Linked DNA regions of Mus musculus: region 1 is linked to region 2. The links are chromatin contacts, called in public promoter capture Hi-C maps. All regions are on one chromosome and are shown on one strand. Each heading gives the region's core, a stretch centred on a gene start, on an enhancer-like site or on the middle of the called end of the contact. The rest is flanking DNA. Distances are from core to core; before and after follow the strand shown. Region 1 holds the start of Eif3j1 (eukaryotic translation initiation factor 3, subunit J1). Region 2 holds the start of Nusap1 (nucleolar and spindle associated protein 1).

The links. Promoter capture Hi-C pulls out the DNA fragments that hold promoters and counts their contacts.
Region 1: a promoter capture Hi-C map of liver shows a contact between it and region 2, with 5 times the contacts expected there. The contact joins the promoter of Eif3j1 here to the promoter of Nusap1 in region 2. A contact is called at or near these places in 3 of 39 promoter capture datasets (liver and pre-B cells).

Annotation. Positions count from the first base shown.
Region 1 is chr2:122,023,407-122,030,572 of GRCm38.p6, forward strand. Eif3j1 (eukaryotic translation initiation factor 3, subunit J1) reads left to right here and starts at 5,174. Exons shown (of 8, transcript NM_144545.4): 1 at 5,174-5,318; 2 at 5,402-5,505. The coding sequence starts at 5,267.
Region 2 is chr2:119,616,601-119,623,725 of GRCm38.p6, forward strand. Nusap1 (nucleolar and spindle associated protein 1) reads left to right here and starts at 1,698. Exons shown (of 11, transcript NM_133851.3): 1 at 1,698-2,295. The coding sequence starts at 2,203. It overlaps Oip5 (Opa interacting protein 5), which reads right to left and starts at 1,905. Exons shown (of 6, transcript NM_001042653.1): 1 at 1,558-1,905; 2 at 1,254-1,320. The coding sequence starts at 1,861.

The DNA.
Region 1 (7,166 bases), core at 3,924-6,423, 2.4 Mb after region 2:
AGACATGAAGCCCTGGGTTTGATTTGTACATATAGCAGCTATATTGACTCATTGTTTGGCTAATTATTTGGACTCAGCATCCTCTTAGCCACGCGTTTACAAGTTTAAAATACAGAATGAGTGCCTCCGGCTTATATAATAAAAACACTTGCTGCTTTAGTCGTCAGCTCTATTAATTTTTATTTCAGGTTACCTTTCATGAAATGCAGGTTTTTCCTGAACACAGAACAAACTCAGTTCTTTTTTTTCCCCCTTTGTTTTTTTGAGATGGGATCTGACCACAGCTCAGGGTTGGGCTGGAGTTCCCTGTGTAACTCCACTTGTCTCAGCCACAATGCCCAGTGAAAAGGCCCCAGTTCTGCAAGGATATCTATACATGAAGTCACTTAAATGCTTGCAATGTACAGCAAAGCACTGGCCTGTAAAGATGTCATTACTGCCTTACTGTGTATGAAGATTTTTAGCTGAGATCAAGAAATCCCTGGAAAGGCACTGGTGTTTAAAGGAGAGCAGATATCTTCACCACCACAGAGAAGGTTTGTGGCCCTACCCTCAGCCAACTCCTAAGTTCTAGGAACTCAAGGTTCAAATTTTGACATTTTGGGGGAAACAATTTTAGTTACGTCACAATAATTCCACAGAGGTGTTTAAAATAACTTGATTTTCACAGATTTGAAGACTGGTGAGGTTAGCTGTGCCGTTCTTGCTTAATTCCAAAATTGTGTTCAAAATGTGACTACAGAAGAAATAATCTAAGGCTTAACTTAGTTGGATATACAAGATGGTTTCTTCAAACCCGTGTGTGTCAGTGGAGCTGGGAACAGTCATGATCTGGCTGAATGTTTCTCCTTGTATAGCTTCTCCATGTAGTCAAGTCGGAACTTCTTCAGAGCATGGTGATCTCTTATAGCCCTTACCTTTAATCCTAGCACTCGGTAGGCAGAGAAAGGCAAGTGGATCTCTGTGAGTTTGAAACCAGCCCAGCCTACAAAGCGAGTCTGGGGCAGCCAGGGATTGTAACACAGAGAAACCTTGTCTTGAAAAACCAGGAAAAAAAAAAGGAATCTTTATGTGAGTTAGGTATGGTGATGCATGACTGTAATCCAAATACTTAGGCAACAGAGGGAAGAAGAAGAGTATAGTTCAAGATTCTTCTCCAGTTAGTGAGTTTGGGGCCAACCTGGTCTGCAAGAAACCCAGTCTCAAAAAAGCCAAAAGTGCTGGGCGTGATGGCGCACGCCTTTAATCCCAGCACTTGGGAGGCAGGGGCAGGTAGATTTCTGAGTTCGAGGCCAGCCTGGTCTACAGAGTGAGTTCCAGGACAGCCAGGCCTACACAGAGAAACCCTGTCTCGAAAAACCAAAACAAACAAACAAACAAACAAACAAACAAACAAAAAAAACAAAAGCAAATTTTTTTTTTTTACTTTTTTTTTGGTTTTTCAAGACAGGGTTTCTCTGTATAGCCCTGGCTATCCTGGAACTCACTTTGTAGACCAAATTTCTTAAATAGCAGATGGCATCTACAAGAGCACTCTAAGAAATAATAGGTAGGTTCCAGGTCACCTTATGGCTTAGGATTTGATGCTTCTGTAAATTCAATAGTAACAAAAAGAAACCGTAAGGGTTCAGAGTCTAGTGAAGACTATGACTGAAGGCTGAAATACTGTTCCCTAGGCAGTCAACACTGGAACGATTTACTACACATTTGGCATTGGTATTGGGGACCCTACTTGGGGACAGGTCCCAACTATATGATCTATCTTGAAGCACATAGTATTTGGAAGGCTTGTTGGAAAATATAAGAGGTGCATAAAACAAGGGACTGTGTGCTACAGATCCAGTGGATTTAGACTCTCCTAAGTCTCTACGTCTGCTGGGTAAACAGCTGTGTAAACCAGCAGGCATGGCTCTCTGTTGTGTACACTCCAGCACTCTCTAGAGAAGGAGAAAGTGACTGCATGTTCTCTCATACACACAGCCAAGTAACCAGGTCGCTAAAAGCAGAGCCTCTGAGTGACTAGAAGAACGTGCCACATTCCAGAGTATATTTACATGTATTGGATATATACAGAATTGGAATGTAAAAACAATCCAGGGGCTGGAGAGATGGCTCAGTGGTTAAGAGCACTGACTGCTCTTCCGAAGGTCCAGAATTCAAATCCCAGCAGCCACATGGTGGCACAACCATCCGTAATGAGATCTGATGCCCTCTTCTGGGGTGTCTGAAGATAGTGACAGTGCACTTATATATAATAATAAATCTTAAAAAAAAAATCCAAAGAATAGTAAACATCTCTTCAAGATCTATGTGGTCAAACAATTTTTCCTGTATTCTTTATTGTAAGAAGGATTCATTATTGAGTCATTTTTAAGGCGAATTACTGAGCATTTATTATGTACCAGGTACTGGGAATACAGCAGCAAAGAAAAGAGAGAGCTACATGTTTGCACACAGGTCTGCCACCCCATCTCACCTAATTGGGAAGCAGAGGCAGGAGGATGAATCTAGAGTGAAGGTCAACAATTAACTAGCAAGTTCCAGATCTAAGACCTTGTTTTATCCCCCCCCCCATCTCACAATAACGGGGAACAAGCAAGAGACCCATGCTTCAGATAGAAAACAGGATCATCACAGAAGGAATGTGATGACAAACCTGGAAAACAGATAACCAAGCGTGCTATCACAGTTTATATGATGCTAGGGACTGAACTCGGGGCCTTCTGCATGCTAGGCAAGCACTCTGCCCACTGAGCTACATGTCAAGCCCACAGAAGGGACTCCTGCAAAGGGGACATTTGGCTTTAATGTGAAAGAGGAGAAGCGATCCATGGGGAGTGTGGGAAGAGCACCACAGTCAGAAATATTGACTCTAAAGCTCCTAGAAGTAGCCTCAGCAATGAAGGGAATAAGGGAGGTGGGGGTGGGGCAATCAGAGGGTAGGAGAAATGGCAGAGGGAGAAAAAGATGAAGAAAAAGAGACCAGCATATGTCTGAAGTAGGACAGCCTATGCAAGGTCTTATTGACCAGGAAAAGACGCTGAACTTTCATTTGGGGACAGGGTCACATATAACCCAGGCTGCCCTCAGACTTCCTATGGAGTTGAGTATGGCTTTCCTTTTCCATCCTCCTGCCTCCACCTCCTGAGTGTGTGGGGTTACATTGTGTGCATGTATCATTTATATGGTGCTAAGGATTGAATTTATGGCCTTGTGCATGTTGGGCAAACAGTCTGCCAACTATGTTACATCCCCAGGCTAAAAAGTTGAGGTTTTTCTAAAAACAAAGTCATTAAAGATATTTTATCTGGAAGGAAGCAATGTTATTTACTATTTATTCAGACAGGTTGGGACAGATCCTGGATGCATAAGTCTTCCTTCCTAGGGTCTTGTCTTAATTTGGATTCACGACTGGATCAACATGTATTACAATGCTTTACTCAATTTATTGATTTAAACATTAGTCACATCTAACATTCACAGCGATTAGACTGGTATTTGACTAAAAGCTAGGGGACATAGGTACCACAGTCTAGTCAAGCTGATAAATAGAATTAGCCATTCTGTTGCCTTTGACCTTAAAATAGTTTTCAGACTGGTTCCTTCCTCTCCATTGTCACTGGCTTAATTTGGGCTTGAGTTATCCTTGCAGAATTAATTCATTCGAGTTGGAAATCGCATAGCTCAGTGGTAATGCAAGGAAGGCAGAGGCTCTTGGTTTTATCCTATACTTATGTACTAGGTACTTTGTAAAATCATAAATGGATTTTTTTTTTTTTTTTTTTTGGTTTTTTGAGACAGGACTTCTCTGTGTAGCCCTGGCTGTCCTGGCACTCTGTAGACCAGGCTGGCCACCACGTGTGCCACCACGCTGGGCGGATGCTTTCTTTTATAGAGCGTCATCTCTCATTTTAATAATGCTGTCGAACAGCTGAGCGTGGTGGCGCACGCCTTTAATCCCAGCTCTCGGGAGGCAGAGGCAGGCTGATTTCTGAGTTTGAGGCCAGCTTGGTCTACTGAGTGAGTTCCAGGACAGCCAGGGCTACACAGAGAAATCCTGTCTCGAAAACAAACAAACAAACAAACAAACACAAAAAAATTGCGGTAGAACATTTCTTGAAAGACCACCTTATAAAATGTTTACTTGTAGACGAAAAATACACAAGAAACGGAAAGTACTAAGAATGGCTGATGTGTGTCTGTTTTTTTTAAAGACTTAAAACCTAAGCTCATGCCTTTAATCCCAGCACCTGGGAGCCAGCCTGGTTCACAGAGCGAGTTCCAGGACAGCCCAGGCTACAGAGAGAAACTTGTCTTAAAAACAAAGCAAAACAAAACAAAAAACTTTAAAAACAATGAATATATTGGAAAATCAGACAATATCTAAACTAGCTCCTTCCTTCTTAATGTCCTTACTGGGAAGCCCTGTGCCAAGGGGGAGAGAATTTTGCTCCTTTTAGGTTCTTTTTATCAGTTTACCTGTTAGAATGCACTCAGATGAGCACCACAAGCCTTCTCTCTACCAGAAATGCACCGGAGCACAAGTCACTTGGTTTCTCAAACTCCAGCTTCACCAGTGCCTACCGCGGGCAGAAAACTGAAACTTCCGTCGTCGTTAATGCTACCTTTTTAACATCTAACCTCATAATGCTTCTTTTTGTTGCAGCCACTGCACTGTGTCGAAATCTGTTTACATAACTATTTTGCTACTGTGTTGAGGACAAACTAGAATAAGCCTGGGACGGACCACGGAACTCCGAAATGTTTTCGCCAAAACAATCACCGTGCAGGACTTCGGGTGATCACCGGAAGGGAGAACCAGGGAGACTTGGAGTATACTTCCATCTCCGTGCCCGAATGCTAGGAGGCCACGGGATATCTGCCCTGTCCACTTCCTCCTCGCTGCTCGCCTGCTGCCGGCTCACGATCAGCCAGCACTAGAAGACCCACTCGCTAGCCGAGCACCGCCCGACTCACGCGTGCGCACTTCCTTTCTCTTCTCGCGGGGGGTGGGGGATGAGGGGGTGAGGGGTGTGGCTTGGGGGGACCAGGCTGGTCCGCGTCTCCCAGCCCAGCGTCGCCCCACCCCGCCCGCCCCGCCCCTGCCGCGCGCGTCGCCCGTGGGGCGGAGCCTCTGCCGGGCGCCCAGTCAGCCACTGTCCCAGCCTGCCCTGCGCGGGCCAACGAGAGCCAGCCCAGTGACTCACCTCTGCCGCGCTAACTCTTCGCAGCTCTTCCCATCGCACACGCTCACCCCCGGTTCGAGATGGCGGCGGCGGCGGCGGCGGCAGCGGCGGCGGGGGACTCAGACTCTTGGGGTGAGCAGAAGTTCCGGCCCAAATGCGGGCTGTGGCGGCCCCGCTCCCACGCGGGTACTAACGCGACTCGCTCTCTTCCGTAGACGCGGACACGTTCTCTATGGAGGACCCGGTGCGGAAGGTCGCGGGCGGCGGCACGGCCGGCGGGGACCGCTGGGAAGGCGAGGACGAGGACGAGGACGTGAAGGTAGGTTCGGGCCCGGGAGCCAGGCTACGCCCGTGGGCGCCGGCTGCGGGCGGGGAGATCGGGCCCCCGGGGCGCCGCCCGGGCCTGCGGGCCGTGGGTCCCGCGTGAGCTTCGGCCCGGAGGTTCCCTCGGCTGGACGGCCATGTGGGCAGCAAGGCGGCAGCTTGTCCGGCCGGACTCTGCGGAGGGTGGTGACCGCCTGGGCCCCAGCCCTTCACCGAGGGTCGGCTCTCTGGCCTGGAACCTAACTGGAGACGAGAAGTGACAGCAGCAGTCCGGTCGGCCCACGTGCTATCTTCGCAGTCCAGAACCTCTCACCGAAACTAGGCGAACAGATCGGGAACTCGGTTTCAGTGTTTGTCCCATATGGAAAGTCGTGGATCCGCTTTTCCTAGTTCGGCTCTCCCATGTGTCAGTAACTTAGGTATGATTGTGAAGGCCGGTAGCTCGTTTGAGCGATTAGATGGAGAAAATACATTGAATTTTCTAAACTAGAATTGGAGTAGTAAAACAACTTTTAGCTCTCCCTTCCCCCACCCTGTGGTAAGAAGGATGAACTGAGAGCACTGAGATAACCATCGGGTTAGTGGACAGAACTGTGAACTCTGAAAAACAGAGCTAACAGTTATTCATCTACACAGGGACAGACAGGCTTAGAAAAAAACCCCAAAGAGTTGGTGGTTGTGGTAGACCAGGGGCCAGTGGTTTGTTTGTTTTTTTTTTTTTTTGTATTGTAAATTCGAGTCCTATTCACCTTTATTGTTCTTAAAAACTCTCACGGGCTCATCTTACAGCTTTAGATATACTGTTTGGATTTTTCATTTTTACTCTGAACTTTGCTGAAGTGTATGTCTACTTTACCAGACAGCCTGAATTTGAGGAATGAAGTGATCTTTGTGTACATTGAAGTTAATAATGAAGTTAATAATAGTGCTGTTGACTGGCTACTTACGTGCTTTCTTTATCTATTGTATGTATACACTTGGGCATGGTTTGTTACCGACCTTATATTATCCTATCACGGCAGATTTTCAGTTTTGACTTTTCACTTTTCCTAGGAAGTAGAAGTTAGGACATCTTATAAAGTTAAAGAAGTTAAAGTTGGGCTGGAGAGATGGCTCAGCGATTAAGAGCACTGACTGCTCTTCTGAAGGTCCTGAGTTCAAATCCCAGTAACCACTAGCCACCCATCTGTAATGAAATCTGATGCCCTCCTACAGTGTACTTATATGTAATAATAAATAAGTCTTGGGAAAAAAAAAAAGTCAAGAGATGGGAGTAAGTTTAAAACAAAACAGGGGACAGTGGGGGGAAAGTAAAGGAGGCGGGAATAAATGCCAAAAGGTTGTTTAAAGCTTTCAGTAATGATGCCATGTAGTATCTACCTGGGGTTATGGAATGTAAATGGTGTCATTCCTGATGTTTATAATTCGTATCACTTAACAGTGGTTGTGGACCTTCCTGGTGCTGTGAACTTTTAGCTTGTATTTAACATGTTGTGGTGACCTCTCCCAAGCATAAAGTTATTTTTTGCTACTTTATAACTAATTTTGCTGCTATTATGAATTGTAAATATCTGATGCAGGATATCTGAGCTCTGAAAGGGTTGTTGGAGACCCACAGTGAGAACCACTGTAAGTTGATAAGTGTAAGAGCTAACT
Region 2 (7,125 bases), core at 448-2,947:
ACAGTAAGTGTTGTGCCACATACAATATAAACTAATAATCAATTACTGAGTTCAAAGACAGTAAAAAAGGTATTTCAAGACCACAAGGTTACTAGTAAACGTGACCATTTACCTCAGTCAGAATGCACACAAGCAGAGGAACACAGTGAGGAAGTCAGGCCTAGATTCATAGCTTAGCAGGGAATGGTGCCTGCAGCCAAGCTTGGCAACCCAAGTGTGATCCTGGGCCTGAACCCCTCAAAGGTATAGTCTCACCTTCATGTGTGCATCTCGGTATGTGACTACACACAATAAATAAATAAACAAACAAATAAATGTGATAAAACTGTTTTTAGATTATAACTTGGAACAGAAATCTAACTCTATTCTTGCATGCATTTTTCTTGATATAGGCAAACATTGTACTTCTGAGCTATAGCACATCTCCAAATCTGTAATTAAATTTTTGTTTGTTTGGTTTTTCAGACAGGATTTCTTTGTGTAGCCTTAGCTGTCCTGGAACTAGCTCTGTAGACCAGGCTGTCCCTGCATTCACAGAGATCCTCCTGCCTCTGCCTCCCTAGTCCTGGGATTAAAAGTATGTGCTACCACCGCCAGGCTTATAATTAAAACTTTTAATCAGGCTTTTTAAAAAAGAGGTTGGCCAGGCGGTGGTGGCGCATGCCTTTAATCCCAGCACTTGGGAGGCAGAGGCAGGCAGATTTCTGAGTTCAAGTCCAGCCTGGTCTACAAAGTGAGTGCCAAGACAGCCAGGACTATACAGAGAAACCCTGTCTCAAAAACAAAAAAAACAAAAAAAAGAGGTTGGGTGCAGGTTCCCATGCTTGTGATCCCAGCACTTGCAGGCAGAGGCAGAATTGTAAATTCAAGGAAAGACCTTTATTACCAATATCAAAAGTAAAATAATTTGTAACTATATCAAAAATGTCACTTCAGGGCCAGTGAAATGACTCGGTGGGTAAAGGTATTTGCTACCAACCCTGAGAAATTATAACTAATAACTAATAACTAATAACTAATAGTCCTAGTTCTCTCACAGACCTTAAAACCTACATCCAACTTTAACTTTCACCAATGCCATGTTTATATGATTCAAACCGGTAAAGAGTTTACAACTCAAACATACTCTATGGAGAGCGTAAACATGTCACAAGACAAAGTTTCTTTCTTGTTTACAACAGTTACATACTCTTCACTGTCATTAAATCGGGAAATATATAGAGAGCGCCACCTCAGGAATTCTCCACACGTACCTGGACTTGAGAAAACCTTCTATGCCAACCAAAAAGGGCTCTAACAAAACGACGTTGTTTGTGACTTCTGGAAGACAAAACGGTTTTGAGAAGAAATACCTGCCAGCAGATTCATCTGCCCATAAAACTTAACAAAATGGGTGGGGCTCAGCCAAGGGCGCTGGGTTAGCTCAGGCGACGGCCTGGGTTTGAAGCCCAACTCGGGAAAACAAAACAAACCCCTCCCTCCCCTGGGCAGTACTGTCCCCCATTCCTCATCTGCCTCTGGTCTATCTTCCTCACAAACTACCCTCGCCTCACTCACTGGAGAAGGCCAGGGCGCCGAGGGACCGCGACAGGTCCCAGGCGAGGTGCAGGGTGTCGCCGAGCACCGCGTAGCACCGCGCGCAATGAAACACGGCACATCTCTCCGGCTCCAACCACGCAGGCAGCCGCAGGTCGACAGGTGACGCCTTCACCTTAGACTCGGAGGACCCGAGAGGGGAGAACCCTTCCACCACCTGAGTGTCCCACTCCATGGAGGAGGTAAGAGAAAAAGGTGTATCACAAGAGTCACGACGTGACTGGGTCTCCAAGAAGCGAAGACTGCGGCGCGAGAGAGTCGCCATATTTCTTTGAAGCGCGCGCCTCTTTCTCGCACGCTCCAAGTCCCGCCCACCTGTCTCCCTGCGTCTTCATTGGACAATGTTCCTGAAAGACACGCTCTCAATACGCTCAGCGCCAGCATATTGGTATAGTTTGCGGAATAGCGGTCTTCAGCCAATCACGCTACTGGCCCGCATCGGAAACCCCACCCTCGAGGCAGTTCAACCAATGAACTTACAGCAGTCTTAATTTAAACTCCATATATAAGTCGGCTTGTCAACGTCTTGGGTGGCGCCAGTTTTGAGCCGCTCTGTTTTGAGTTGTGTGGCTGTTTTTCTGGGAATCACCGAGATTGCAGAACGCGATGACCGTCCCCTCTGCAGAGGAGCTGGACTCCTTTAAGTACAGCGACCTGCAAAATTTAGCCAAAAGGCTGGGCCTCCGGGCTAACATGAAGGTACCGTGCTGGCTGGCGGTGCGGGCAGTTGGGTGGGCGGGGTAGAAGAGACCAGGGATTTGGGGGACAGGGCGCGAAGTGACTGAGAGGAAACCCCCGAGGGACGTTATTTTGGGAGGAGTAGGTAGGTTTTGTTCACAGTGACTGGAATTTGTTAAACGAAAGAAAAGCCGAGGCTGTTACTCTAGTTGGAGGCTTTTTTTATTATATTTGGAGAACTTATAAAGACTTTTTGTTTTTTGGTTTGGTTTGGTTTTGGTTTTTCAAGACAGGGCTTCTCTGTGTAGCCCTGGCTGTCCTGGAACTCACTCTGTAGACCAGGCTGGCCTCAAACTCGGAAATCCACCTGCCTCTGCCTCCCAAGTGCTGGGATTAAAGGCATGCGCCACCACTGCCCAGCTCTTATAAAGACTTCTTAATGGAAATGCTAATACTTCCTGGTACCAAATGGGAAACGAAGGCCCATAGGACGTAATCAGTGTAATTTCCATGCCAGTTATTAGGCAGTTGAAGAAAAACTACTTTAAACGACTTCTTCTGAAAAACTCTACTTACTGTTCAGTAAACTATGACACTACCTTCACTCTCGTGAACCTTTAATGGGATGCCTGTCCACCGTGATCTAGTATGATTGTCCATACATTAATCACTATTGTGATGGTGGTCTTTTTCAAAACCGATAAGGTCTTTGAATTCTGAGTTTGCAAGGTGTTCAGAGAAAATGTGGGGATTCATTGTGAGATTGGACTTGCTATATTGAAGCTTGCCCACATGTATATACCAGAGATTTGTACAGCAAACTGCTATTTGCACTAAATCTCTAATTAGTTGTCATAAATGTTTTTAAATGGTTTAAATAGAATAATGTGGCCATAGGTACACCTTTTATCTGGCTGAACGGCACTGAAGAGTACTTAGAAATGTTTCTGAGTTTAGTGCTTAATGGCTCCCCAACTTATTGTCTAAAGCTTAGTCCTTCAGGTTTTTGCTATCTTCTCCTCTTCCTCCTCCCCCCCCCTTTTTTTTTAATGAAATAAAGTCTCATTATACTGCCTGGGCTATCCTGGAAAACAGTATATAGCTTTGAGTAGCCTGAAACTTATGCTGAGACTATATATGGGCTTGTACCTCCACCGATGGCCTGACTGTAATTGTTTATCAGACTACACCTGTTGCCTCTGCATCTCAGCTGCTCAGATGAGCACCCTGTCCTACCTCAGTTAAGTAGTTTGGGGTTTGCTTCATAGCCCCTGCTGTGTTCTTTATTTCTAGCTCACTTGGTATTTTATAAACTCTTTTCCCATTAGTCCACTGGGAGCTTCCAACAGAAGGCTTGCCTGCTTTGTTCACCAGTCTCTCTAGCTCCTAGCACAGTGCTCTGCACAATGTAAGAACAGTTAGTTCTTCCATCAATGATTAATGCTGATGAATAACACTTGAGCTTTCAGGCAACTTGAGCTTCATCCCATTTTATTTGACCTGCTAAATGTCTTCATTTGTTTCTATCTCAGACACCTCCCTTCTCATTGTTGCATCCTTGGTGAGATAGTATGTTAAGAAACCATGTCCTAGTCAGGCAGTGAGATAGATGGCTCACGGGATAAAGGTGTTTGATACACAAGCCTGGTATTTTGACCCACATAATGGAAGAAGAGAATTAACTGTACAAAACTGTCCACTGAACTCCACACCTGCACTATGGCACACACACACAAACACACTCACTCACTCACTATAAATAAGAATTTGCATCTATCTGGGCATGGTGGCACCGCCTTTAATACCAGCACTAGCGAGAAAAGGCAGAGATAGGTGGATCTCTGTGATTTTGAAGCCAATTTGGTCTACATAGTGAGTTCCAGAACTACCAGGGTCACAAAGTAAGATACAGTTTGAAACAAAAGAAAGAGAAAGAAAAGAAATTGTGGGCTGGTGAGATGGCTCAGTGGGTAAGAGCACCCGACTGCTCTTCCAAAGGTCCGGAGTTCAAATCCCAGCAACCACATGGTGGCTCACAACCATCCGTAACGAGATCTGACGCCCTCTTCTGGTGTGTCTGAAGACAACAACAGTTACATATAATAAATAAATAAATCTTAAAAAAAAAAAAAAAAAAAAAAAAGAAAAGAAATTGTTTATAATTTTGGTAGGCCTGACATATAATCCCAGCACTGGGGAGGCACATTCAGGAGGACCATGAATTGAAGTCTTGTCAAACAAACAAGACTGGGCATATTGTTCATCTTGTCAATCCTGAACTAAGCCCTAGATTAGGTAGATCTCGGAGTTTGAGGCCAGCCTGGTCCAGTTAGTGAGTTATAGGCCAGTCAACTCTACATAGTGAAACCTGTCTTTAATTAAAAAAAAAAAAAAAGACCTGGATTAATTTGAGAGGAGGCCTTACTTAGGTTAGGTTCATTGTAGTAAATAAGAACCATTTTATTAATAGTTGTCTTCATGCAGAGAAGTCTAGTACAGTTAAGGCGCGTGACTTGGGGCCACACCCCAACAAAACTCCTGTACTTAAAGTACAGAGCACATTTTGTGCTTTGCCCTTTACTTCTGGTAAATGATAAATTGTGTGAGAAGAGCCAAGCTCAGAGGTTGAGCCTATCATAAGTGTGTGGAATCATAGACACACAAGAAACAGGAACTGAGCAGCAATAGGTTTTTACCTCCCTTGTGATGCAGATACAGGCCAGATTAGAGCAGATTAAAAAGTAGACAAAAGCAGGTGCATTAGAAGGCAGATCTCAGGTGGGCTTACTGATCTCACAGTGGAGGGGTCAGCTAGGAGCTGGGATTGCATCCATGTATGGTCAAAAACTGAGCCCCTAGCTGGGCACTTGGTGGATTGCTGGAGACTAGGAGTGATGACATGTTAACCCGAAGTCTTCTCTGCAGACAGCTTGTGGGAAGTAGGACAGGCGGGCTTTTCCAGCTTGTACAGGGCAAGCAAGCAGCTTGTATTTATAGACTTAGAGTTGTGCGTGTATAGCATTTTTTTAAGGCCATGAATTTGAGAAAGAGCAAGGCCAGGTACATGGGTACATGGAGAGAAGTTGGAGGAAAGAGATGGGCTCTTGGAAGATAGGGTGGGGAGGGCATTATGTATGTGTGTGTGTGTGTGTGTGTGTATAAAATGAGATTTATTTATTTATTTTATGTATATGAGTATACTGTAGCTGTGTCTTCAGACACACCAGATCCCATTACAGATGATTGTAAGCCACCATGTGGTTGCTGGGAATTGAACTCAGGACCTCTGGAAAAGCAGTCAGTGCTCTTAACCACTGAGCCATCTCTCCAGCCGCATGTAAATATATTTTAATTAAAAAATTTTTAAACCAGGTTGGGTTGGCACATGCCTTTAATCTTAGCACTCAGGAGGCAGAGGTAGGCAGAGCTAGTTCCAAAACAGAAGGATTACACAAAAACCTATCTTGAAAAGCCAAAAAAAAAAAAAAAAAAAGAAGAAAAGAAAGAAAAGAAAAAAGAAAGAAAAAGAAAAGTTTAAAGTTATTGTATTAGTTTAAAGTTAATTTTACTATTTTATTTTGTGACAGGGTGTCAGTATGTAGCTCTGACTATCTGGAACTCAATTTGTAGATTAGCCTAGCCTCAAATTTACAGAGATGGGTTTACTCTTATCCTCTGAGTGCTGGGACTAAAGGCATGCATGCATCATTGTCCCAGCTTTAAGCAAGTGTATTTATGTATATAAAGGTCTTTGTCTACGATTGTGCCTGCAGACCAAAGAGAGCATCAGACTGAGCTGCCATGTGGCTGCTAGGAATTGAATTCAGGCCATCTGGAAGAGCAGCCAGTGCTCTTAGCTCCTGAGCTATCTCTTCAAGCCCCTAAAACTAAAAATCAATAAATTTAAACATTTTTTAAGGGCCAGGCGTGGTGGCGTACGCCTTTGATCCCAGCACTTGGGAGGCAGAGGCAGGTGGATTTCTGAGTTCGAGACCAGCCTGGTCTACAGAGTGAGTTCCAGGACAGCCAAGGCTACACAGAGAAACCCTGTCTCGAAAACAAACAAACAAACAAAATTCTTTTAAAAAGAGTTTTGGCCTTCAACTGTGTACCTGAGTGTAATAAGGGAAAAAGGAACCTAACAAATACACTTGATTTTTTTTTTTTTAAAGATTTATTTATTGGTTATATGTAAGTACACTGTAGCTGTCTTCAGACACTCCAGAAGAGGGAGTCAGATCTTGTTACGGATGGTTGTGAGCCACCATGTGGTTGCTGGGATTTGAACTCCAGACCTTCGGAAGAGCAGTCGGGTGCTCTTACCCACTGAGCCATCTCACCAGCCCCTACACTTGATTTTTGATTGTTTTACAATAGGGTCTCATTCTGGCCTGGAAATCTAAGGGGATTGCTGTGCTTATCTTTTAAAAAAGGAAAGCCAGTCAGAATAGTATTTCTCTTCCTGGAAAGAACAGGGAAGCTTTCCTAGGATAGAAACTGAGGCCAGGAGCTCTCTCTTTCCCAAGGACTTGTAAGACCCTCACTACAGGCCACCACTTGCCCACCAGAGAAACTGGGCCGGAAACATTTCCCTAGTCAACTAGCCATTCCTGCTGATTTACCTCCTAAGAAGGTTTGCACCCGTCCTTACATTTCATGCCACAGGTCTGGTTCCCTGAGCATCCAGTGGGTCTCAGCTGATGCCCTCCCTGATGTCCGCTCTCCAGAGACTGCTCTCTGCTGCAAGGATAAAGTTTATACCTAAGCAGCCTTATGAGGCAGGTCTAGCTAGTGAAGTCGTGCTTTTGACTACTCTCCCGACTTTTTTTTCTAAACCTCCTCTCCATTAGT